Regions from separate parts of the Zea mays genome. Here region 2 is linked to region 1. A link is a contact called in public Hi-C data. All regions are on one chromosome and are shown on one strand. Each heading gives the region's core, a stretch centred on a gene start, on an enhancer-like site or on the middle of the called end of the contact. The rest is flanking DNA. Distances are from core to core; before and after follow the strand shown.

Evidence for each region. Hi-C and Micro-C count contacts between places; a contact is called where the count stands out from the background.
Region 2: a Hi-C map of leaf shows a contact between it and region 1, with 2.6 times the contacts expected there. The contact joins the promoter of LOC103631943 here to the enhancer-like site in region 1. A contact is called at or near these places in 8 of 25 Hi-C or Micro-C datasets (bundle sheath, ear, endosperm and 3 more).

Annotation. Positions count from the first base shown.
Region 1 is chr7:5,420,099-5,424,539 of Zm-B73-REFERENCE-NAM-5.0, reverse strand. No RefSeq gene overlaps it. Among protein-coding and RNA genes, the nearest start is that of LOC103631943, 81 kb to the left of the region's middle. Within about 2 kb of position 2,554, at least 9 of the 20 cell types and tissues checked have an H3K27ac peak or open chromatin away from gene starts, as enhancers often do. A contact at or near this core is called in leaf, seedling and tassel, where this site is marked.
Region 2 is chr7:5,500,745-5,505,185 of Zm-B73-REFERENCE-NAM-5.0, reverse strand. It overlaps LOC103631943 (TORTIFOLIA1-like protein 2), which reads right to left and starts at 2,083. Exons shown (of 7, transcript XR_002263637.1): 1 at 1,384-2,083; 2 at 755-949; 3 at 559-661.

The DNA of each region.
Region 1 (4,441 bases), core at 1,305-3,804:
AGGACACCTGACGTATCCAGTGCAACACCGAACACGACACCTAGAAAGCATGTCAAAATGCACAAGTCAAGCGAAGGCACCGGACATGTTCGATGCAACATCGGATGCTGCACCGGATACACAGTGCACAACGATCGACAATGGAAAGTCTCCAACGACTAGCTAATGTGGCATGTCTGGTGCTCCACCAAACATGTCTAGTGAGTTCTGACAGACTGATGAAGCTGATAAATTTTTCAACGGTAACCTCTGAGACAACACTGGACCTATCCAGTGCACCACCAAACATGTCTAGTGAGTAAGCAGAAGCTGAAGTGGGGTTCCCATGGCTATTTTGAGATGGACAACCTATATATACCGCTCCAACTGGGCATAACTCCATCCATGAGCTGAGAAACATCACATACAAGCTAGAGGATAATCTTCAAACCATCCAAACCTTCCACATGCTCTAAAATAGTTGTGCTTAGTATAGACATCTTGTGAGAACCTAAAGTAGCAATAGCGTTGCTAACACACTTGAGTTGAGTTGTGATTCTAAGAAAAGAGATAAGATTTGTGCTCATTCTTGTGTGGAGTTGCTACTCCAAGATTGTAAAGCGATCAAGAGCTTCCGACTTAGTGTGGAGTGCCTTGTGAGAAAGTTTTCTCTCACCTTTTGAGAAAGAAAGGGATCATGCTTGATCTTAGTGATCGCTTGAGTGAGGAAAGGATTGAAAGAGACCTGATTCTTTGTGAACCCCTCGACGGAGACGTAGGTTTCTTTGTGAAACTGAACTCCAGTAAACAATTCCTGAGTCTCTTGTGCATTCTCCTTCCCATTTGCATTTGTCTTTCCTCTTCTAGTTAATACTTGTTTCTCTCATCAATTGAGTTTTATCTCACACTACTTTATTGGTAGCATTTATTCTGCACCTAAGTTTTACTACCAACATAAGCAAGAATTTAGCTTTGGATATATCTTGGTTATATCTCTCTCACACACTAAACACCAAATTTAGAATATTTGGATTTTTCTCCTTGTGTTTGATTTAGAATTTTAGGTATTGCCTATTTAACCCCCCCTCTAGGCAACTTTCACTGGCACCTAGTGTCATTACAATATTATATGGAGGAGTAGACCGTGTTGACCAAGTCATGATAATGGTTGACCACGTAAAGCATAGAAGCTATAGGACTTGGTGATCGAGCAGTCGAGGACTGAAGGTGACTTGTCTAGAGATCATAGAGGGAGTGTAGAGTATCGTTGAGGGGTTTGATGGTTTGTGCCTCTGAAGGGACTGTGATGCCTAAAAGGGGGTGAATTAGGCAATCTATTTCACAAACTAAGGCCCCTAATTTCTCCTAGACAAACATAAGCAACAAATAATCTATCCATGTACAACTATGATTTTGACTATAAGTGAGTTGCTATCTCTACCACAAAGAGTTATGCAATCTAGGTCTCAAAACTATCAACTAAACTAGGTAGATAAAACACACAACTAAGGTACACAATATAAATACAGAAACTAAAAGGCGATAAAGACACAAACTCCATCTAATAATTTCAATACTTTTATCGAGGTATCGAGAGGAACACAACTTCTTCCTAGTCCTCATTGGAGCCCCTCGCAAGGATGCCCACACAAGGGCCGAACTCCCGATCAGGTAACTCCATGGATAGCCCCGAAACTTTTCCACACACAAGTGAGTCTCCAGAATATACTCTCCTAAACTGTTTCTCATTGTCTTCACTATCAAGTTTCTAGCAAAAATATCGTGGACGTAGTTATCTCTAGTACATAGTGTCAACCACACCACAAAACATAGTTGGTGTGATCTCACAAGAGTACAAGCTTCTTAGGTACAATTATAATGGAGTGTGCAAGCACCAAGGGATAAGAGGTATTTTAACATGGCTCAAACATTTAGCCTAAACCCTAAAGAAAACGCTATATAATTGTCAAACTAATCTAAACACTTCACTAAACACCTAGCCTACTCACCAAGTGATTCTTTGAGCACTTGGATGTCTAGAACTACTGAAACTGAGCATAAACTCTCTTGATGCATTTGATATCTCCCACTCCACTCAAATGGCTAGCTAGGGTCCTATAGCCCTCAAGGAGAGATATAACCGTTGGAACTTCACGAACCATCTCTGTGTCGTGCGGCCTAGGTAGCACTTAGTGTCCTATAGTAATTTTAGCATAGTCATACAAAGAAAGTTCACGGTTACAAGATGCACGCGTATAACAGTAGGCTGCACATACCCATCAGACCATCACCCACACGCACGACACACAACAACCCACATGTTTGCAATTTGCACATCCTCTGTGTGGCGGCTCTATTCATTCGCATTATGGACATCTCTAGTACATCTTCTCAATCTATAATTCAGCCCATTTTTTTTATCTATTTCTGCATCCATCACTAGACTGCATATACATTATTCAGAGTGTCAAACTGCACATTTAATTATTTGGTCGCACGTTACTATTGAGAGTGATGCACCGTCGCTGCTGCATGTGCTGCACAGTGCGTGGTTGCACACTTGCACTCACTGCTCCATGCCGGCCACACTGCGTATCGGGCTCTCGGCAATCGGCACACGTCGCAGTTGGAGTTGACTCGATCTGGATGGGGCTCATGCACTGGGCACTCGCACTGCCATCATGCATGCACGCCCCGGCCCACTCTGTATATAATTTCCCTCTTCCCTCTCATGAAACCTGTGCTCCAATTATGTTCTCTATACCTCTTCTCTATATCTATTTTTTACAGGTTTCTCTAAGAACCCGTTTGTTTCGTTAGAATTAAATTCTATTCTAATAATTATAATTTAAATAAAACTAATTGAGTTAATATATTTATTTATGTAATATATTTGTATGTTATCATAAATTATATCAGATAGATAGTTATACACTACATTTATGTTATAGAGAAACAAGTAGAAGAATGTTTTATAAATTGTACATTAGAAAAGTAGCATGTAAATCTATAGAATTAATTTTCATCTCTCACACCATGAATTTGAGATATACTTATATATACATTTTGGAAAGTTGTGGAATATCACATATACTGAAAAAAAATAGCCTACTCTATTAGTTAAATTCCAATTCCTCAAAATGAAGGGAAACAAATGAGCCCTAAAAAATTGTCTCCTCTATATCTCATCACTCTTCAACAACGTTCTCTATATTTCGCGTATTTTTTATACCCTCAAATGTCTTGTACATATTTTAATCTTGCTTCATCGATCCATTGTTTAGAGTATAAAAAATAAGTATATGAGAGGAGGGAGACTCTATATGGAGAGAATGGAGAAGTGCCCTCTAAGAGAAGGTTTTAGAGGACACAATTAAAGACTATAGAGAATGAAATTTTCTTAAAACAGAGGAGGGTTTAGAGTCTCTAGTAGGAAGTCTAGCCCACACAATCATATCAACGTCTATCTCCCACTCCCGGCAAATCCATAATAATACATCATGAATATATATACCAACGTCGTCAACAGTCACATGCGATAACCTTTTCGGTCGCTTGCAGGGCACGCACCCTCATCTTGCTCATACTGTCATATATGGTCTATGCATATATACCTTCCCTACTGTTTACGCTAAGAAATTAAAGAGTATATATGCACAGAGAAAAACAAACCAGATAGAGGAGGAGATTAAACGAATCCGTGCATGATGGCACACATGAAGTTAGATAAGGCCAACCGATCCAACTGAATATATTCTAAGACTTGCTAGCCGGTTCACATATGCATCATGCATGCATGACCAGATGCCCCGTTAATTTGTTGCTTGATGCTAGTAGTAATAACAGTGAGCTCCGACCAATGCAAGTCAGTCTACACCGACAGCTATAGCTGGATTACTGCATGTACTCTATCTATAGACAGAATCTTTAATTTGTTCCAATTTACACCGGCAGGCCGGAGTATGTATAACCATGGATGCATCATGTTTAGGCGACATACTCCTCATCTGTATTGTAATAATATCATATAATACACTTGGTCATCGGTGCGTGGTGCTTAAAGGAACATAGGACCTGATATAAGACAAGGTCCGATCTTCAGTGAGGTAGGATAACTTGATTTGGTGAAGATCTTGACATTGATGATCTAAGTTTCCGAGCAAACAGATTCTCGTAATTACTACACCACTGCTCAAATGTTATCACATCTATCTCACCAAGAAGACTTATCTCTGCAAGCAGTGGCGGAGGACGAAAAAAAATTTAGGTATAGCTCTACACAACTAGACCATATAATAATATTTAGCACACAAACAATCAACTTGTAGAACAATTCGCGATATATATAAAGAAATAAAACATTGTCTAAAATGAGAATAAATTGCTTTAAAATATGTAGCTGTCGTACCTCTGATTTTGCTTTGCTTACTGTTACAGCTCGGAAGCCACAGGCGCACAGCGG
Region 2 (4,441 bases), core at 834-3,333, 81 kb before region 1:
AGGATCTCATTAGCTAGCAGCATTACACGTTAATCACAAAGCATAAGGTATTAACATGGTATTGTGGTATTCTTTATAGCCATTTAAACTCACATTTTTTGAATAATAGAACTCAAAGAAAAGTTTGGAATCCATGGAATGTGTAATATTAGCCATGATCCACGAAAAAAAACTAAAAGCAATAACATTGCTGCCTCATCAGCAACTCAAATACTTTTGTAGTTAAATATGTGTAAATAATTAAGGGGTACTAAGGACCCTCTCATATTTGATTCTTTTAGTTGATTACCTCTGAATTAAGATGCATAATCTTGGAAGAGATGGCAAATGAGAAGAGTGTTGCTTATATATATACAAACATCATGTGAGTTCTGATTAGCTTACCCTATTTATTTTGGTAATATTTTTTTAAAGAAAAACAAGAAAGATATATGCATGTTAACTTTTTATAAAATATAGATTAATGGATTTTGAAATAAATCAAGAAAACAAACAGTGTTTTGTCTGTTTTTCTTAATATCAAATGTTAAATGTAAATTACATGGACATATTTTGTACCTTTTGTTGATGATCCAGCTTCATGGTTCAGGAGTATGAGACCCTGGAATAGCTTTTCACAGCTGAATTGCATGTATATAATGGTGTCACGTACCGGTTTTACCTATCATAGGAGGCATTAAGTCAATAAAACATAAAAGGAAATATGTTACAACATAAAATTCCACAGGTGCAAGGGAGTGAAGAGATACAATACCTTGTCAAATTTACTACACTCAAGGGAGCGAAGGCAGGAATTTCTGAAAGAGGTAACCAAATACCCAGAACTGATCGCAATACTTGAAAGAGCTAGTGAGACAGCCTTCCTTGTATTCCAGTCAGTACTGTTCAGCGCATCCATAATACTTGTTAGAGCTGATGATAATGCCTGCTCTGTGGAAGCACCTTCAGCCTGAAAAATAGGGGGTGCATAAGTAGACTAACACAATGTAAGATCCTATGGTAGATTGGTAGTTACAAGCTATGAAATCGAACTGAAGATGAAGATTGTTACTGTACGTCATGAAAGACATTAAGAGGTGCCGTTGAATTTACACCATATATTAGTGACCGATCAATCTAGCAATGCAATGCATGAACCTTAGTTTTTTTGAAGCAAGAAAGGCATGCGAATTTGTAGAAAGATTGCAGTATTTCCAATCTGACTAACCATTAATTAAATAACAAGTATTACAAAGAAGAATGTTTCTTTCTCATGATACATATTACAAGGTCAGATGAATATGCAAAGTAATCTGTATAACATGGAAGACATGTGAAATTGTGCTTACACATGAAGAGGTTTTAGTGGATTGACATTGCTTACACAAAAGAAAGAGTTCAAACCTGAATAATGCTTCTTATCAAGTCAATCGCAGCGGGCTTCGCCATGAAGTGGAGGTTCTTGAGAAGCTTAACAGCACGGACAAGCATCTGCGGGATCGAGGCACAGATGGTCAAAGGCGACGTCTGCTGCTACCTTTGCGGACGGAAACCGCCAGATGCGAGCTGGCGTCCTTGGACCATCCCGACTGCCCACGCCTGCTGCCCAGCTTCGCTGACGAAGCCGACCAAGCTCTCGCGCCCGACTGCCCACGCCTGCTGCCCAGCTTCGCTGACGAAGCTGACCAAGCTCGCGCGAGACCGTGGTTGTGGGGGAGGGTCGCTAGAGAACCGAAGAAGGTCTAGTGCTCGTCGACCCCGGATCGACATCTTGTCCAACGAGACCTAGGCGGCGCGGGAAGGGGAGGCGGGGACAATGGGCCTTGAGTGCCGCAAAGGACTCGGAGGTGGAAGCGGCGGCGTTGGCTCACGACTTCTCGAGTGCGTCGGAGTGGGAGGAGGAGGGCGAGGGCGGGGCCGGAAGGAACGGGGTTTCGAGGGGGGCAGGGCGGGGATGGCACGACAGAGCTCAGGGAGGGATGCAGAGCGGGGTTCCATGGGAAGGGCGGGGATCTCGTGGTGGACGCGAAGGCGGCTGCCACATGAGCGGGGGCACCCACGAGCGGGGCGCGCGGGCAGATGGGCGTCGAGAGGCAGAACATGGCGCACATGTGGACGCCTACAATAAATACTTATAGAGTAGTAGGGACGATATATCTGCACAGATGAGGAGGATCGGCCGATCGGGTTAGGAGACTTGCACGTTCCTGGAAGTGGCGAGCGACGCGCGCGAGTAACATGCATGCATGGGCTCAACAAGAGGCCGAGGCCAAAGCATCCACGGAGTGGGAGCCCGGCCCGCCGAGAACGACGTACGACGGGGACGTGTAACGACGACTATCGCCTTTTGATGATCATTCGCAGGATTGCTTTCGTGCAGATCATAGCCGTATCTCTCTCTCGCAGCAGCTCGTTGTTGCGTCTCGGATGCATGCAAAGCGAGTATCTTTTCAAATATTTATCCTCCGCTTGTTCATTTTTAAATTAAAATATAATAAATAAAAAAGAATGAGAGATTAGTAGAGTGGGTGTGCTTGTGATGCATCAAGGGACATCGATCTTCACCTCGACCTAGATAGATATATAATCATTATTTGCGCAACTTTAACTATCTTTTAACCAAACAGACCAACTAACAGATTAGATGAACTTTAGCTAGAGCTTAGATTTTGTTATCTTCTCGACCACACAGAGCTAGCTAATGCTAGAGATAACTGATCCATGTATCATGATTTTCACTGGTCACGCTAAATCAAAATAGTACTCATGTCCTTTTGTTTATATCCTTTAGCTTGTATTAGCTAGTCCATTATCTAGTCTAGGGAACGGAACGTCTTGAGGTCGTCTCTTACTGCTAATTACCTCGAGAACTAGACATCCAGCTGCTAGTAGTTAAGAGAACCAAACATCCAGCTACTAGCTAAACTTTAGCTAGATGATACTTTTACCTGGCTAAAATTTAGCTAGAACAAATTAAATCCAAACATGGCTTTAATTAGGCCATCTACATTAGATCTCATATCTCAACCTTTATCTTATCCCCTATTTTAAACTCTACTCTACAGACAGTGTCATCTACATAGTTTTGCGTCTGTTATTTTACACGATCCACCGAAAACAGTCTGCGCGTGCGTGCATTCAGAATGCCGCTATATGTGTTACATTGCTAGTTATACATATCCTACCAAGTTCCAACGGATGATGATTCGATCCCTGATCCATCGGCAGTATCTTCAACTAACCTGGATACCGTATCGTATCATGTCAATCGTTTACCGATCGTACGTTTCTCTGGCTGGCTGCAGAGACACTTGGACGCACGATCTGGACACCTGAACCTCAGCGATCTGCGGAATCATACATGTATATAAAATCGTGTTTGGTTGTGTCATGGTTTTTTTAAGAAAAAGTTCTTGTAAGCTGCAGATTGTGAAAAAACTTGTATGAGATATAGATTGCGAGGAAATCACAAAAACTATTTGGCTAACAGCCGCTTCTGAAAAAAAATAGTTAAACGGATCATATATCATCCTACATTCCACGCTACTGGTATGAGACATAGAGTGTCATTAGCATAGTTCTTTAGGTGTATAGCAATCCTAACAAGATATAATGAAGCATAAGTGGAGAAGTAGGACATTAAACACCAGACAATGCAACTGTAGAATTATAAAAGAGTTCAAGAAATTTAAGTACTTTTTCTGCAACAACACAATGATCATCAATTAAAATAAATTAATCACCTTCAGCACTAGGATGGTTCACATGCATGAAAGTAGTGAAAGGGACCCTATGAGGAAACAAATGCTTAAACATCTGATATGTAGAGTTTTAAAAAGGTATTGCAGTTCTAAATGTTTCAATCAAAGACTTAAGAGCATCAAGGGTCTCTTTAACTATTAGATTGGTAATAAGGCATGTGCAACGCTGATGCAAGAACATAGATATGGAGGTTTAGGATTTATCACCACCATCAACATTCTCAATACCAAGATATGGTGGCAGTATAGGTCTAAGCATCCTCATGGCAGAAACATTTGATGATGCATTTTCTAAGGTAACAACAAACATCTTATTAGTCAAGCCATAATCAGCAAGCACACCGACAACACGAGCAACAATGTTTTGTCCATCATGTGACACATCAATAAGCACAAGACCAAGCACCCTTTTCTCTAGTTGCCAATCAGGGTTTATGTAATGGGCAACAACACTAAGGTAGTCCTCTTTGGCATTACCGTACCAAATGTTAGAGGTCAAACACACACAATCAACACACACAATTAACAACAGAAGAACTAAGATTCTCAACAAGCTTGACCTTTTTACTAGTGAAGTATTTAACCATGTCTCTAGTGGTTTTCCTAGAGACAGGTACAAAATTAGGGTTATGAGTAGTTCTAATGTAGTATTCAAATGTAGCACTTTCATCCATACTTAGGAACTTCCAGCCTAGCAAGTA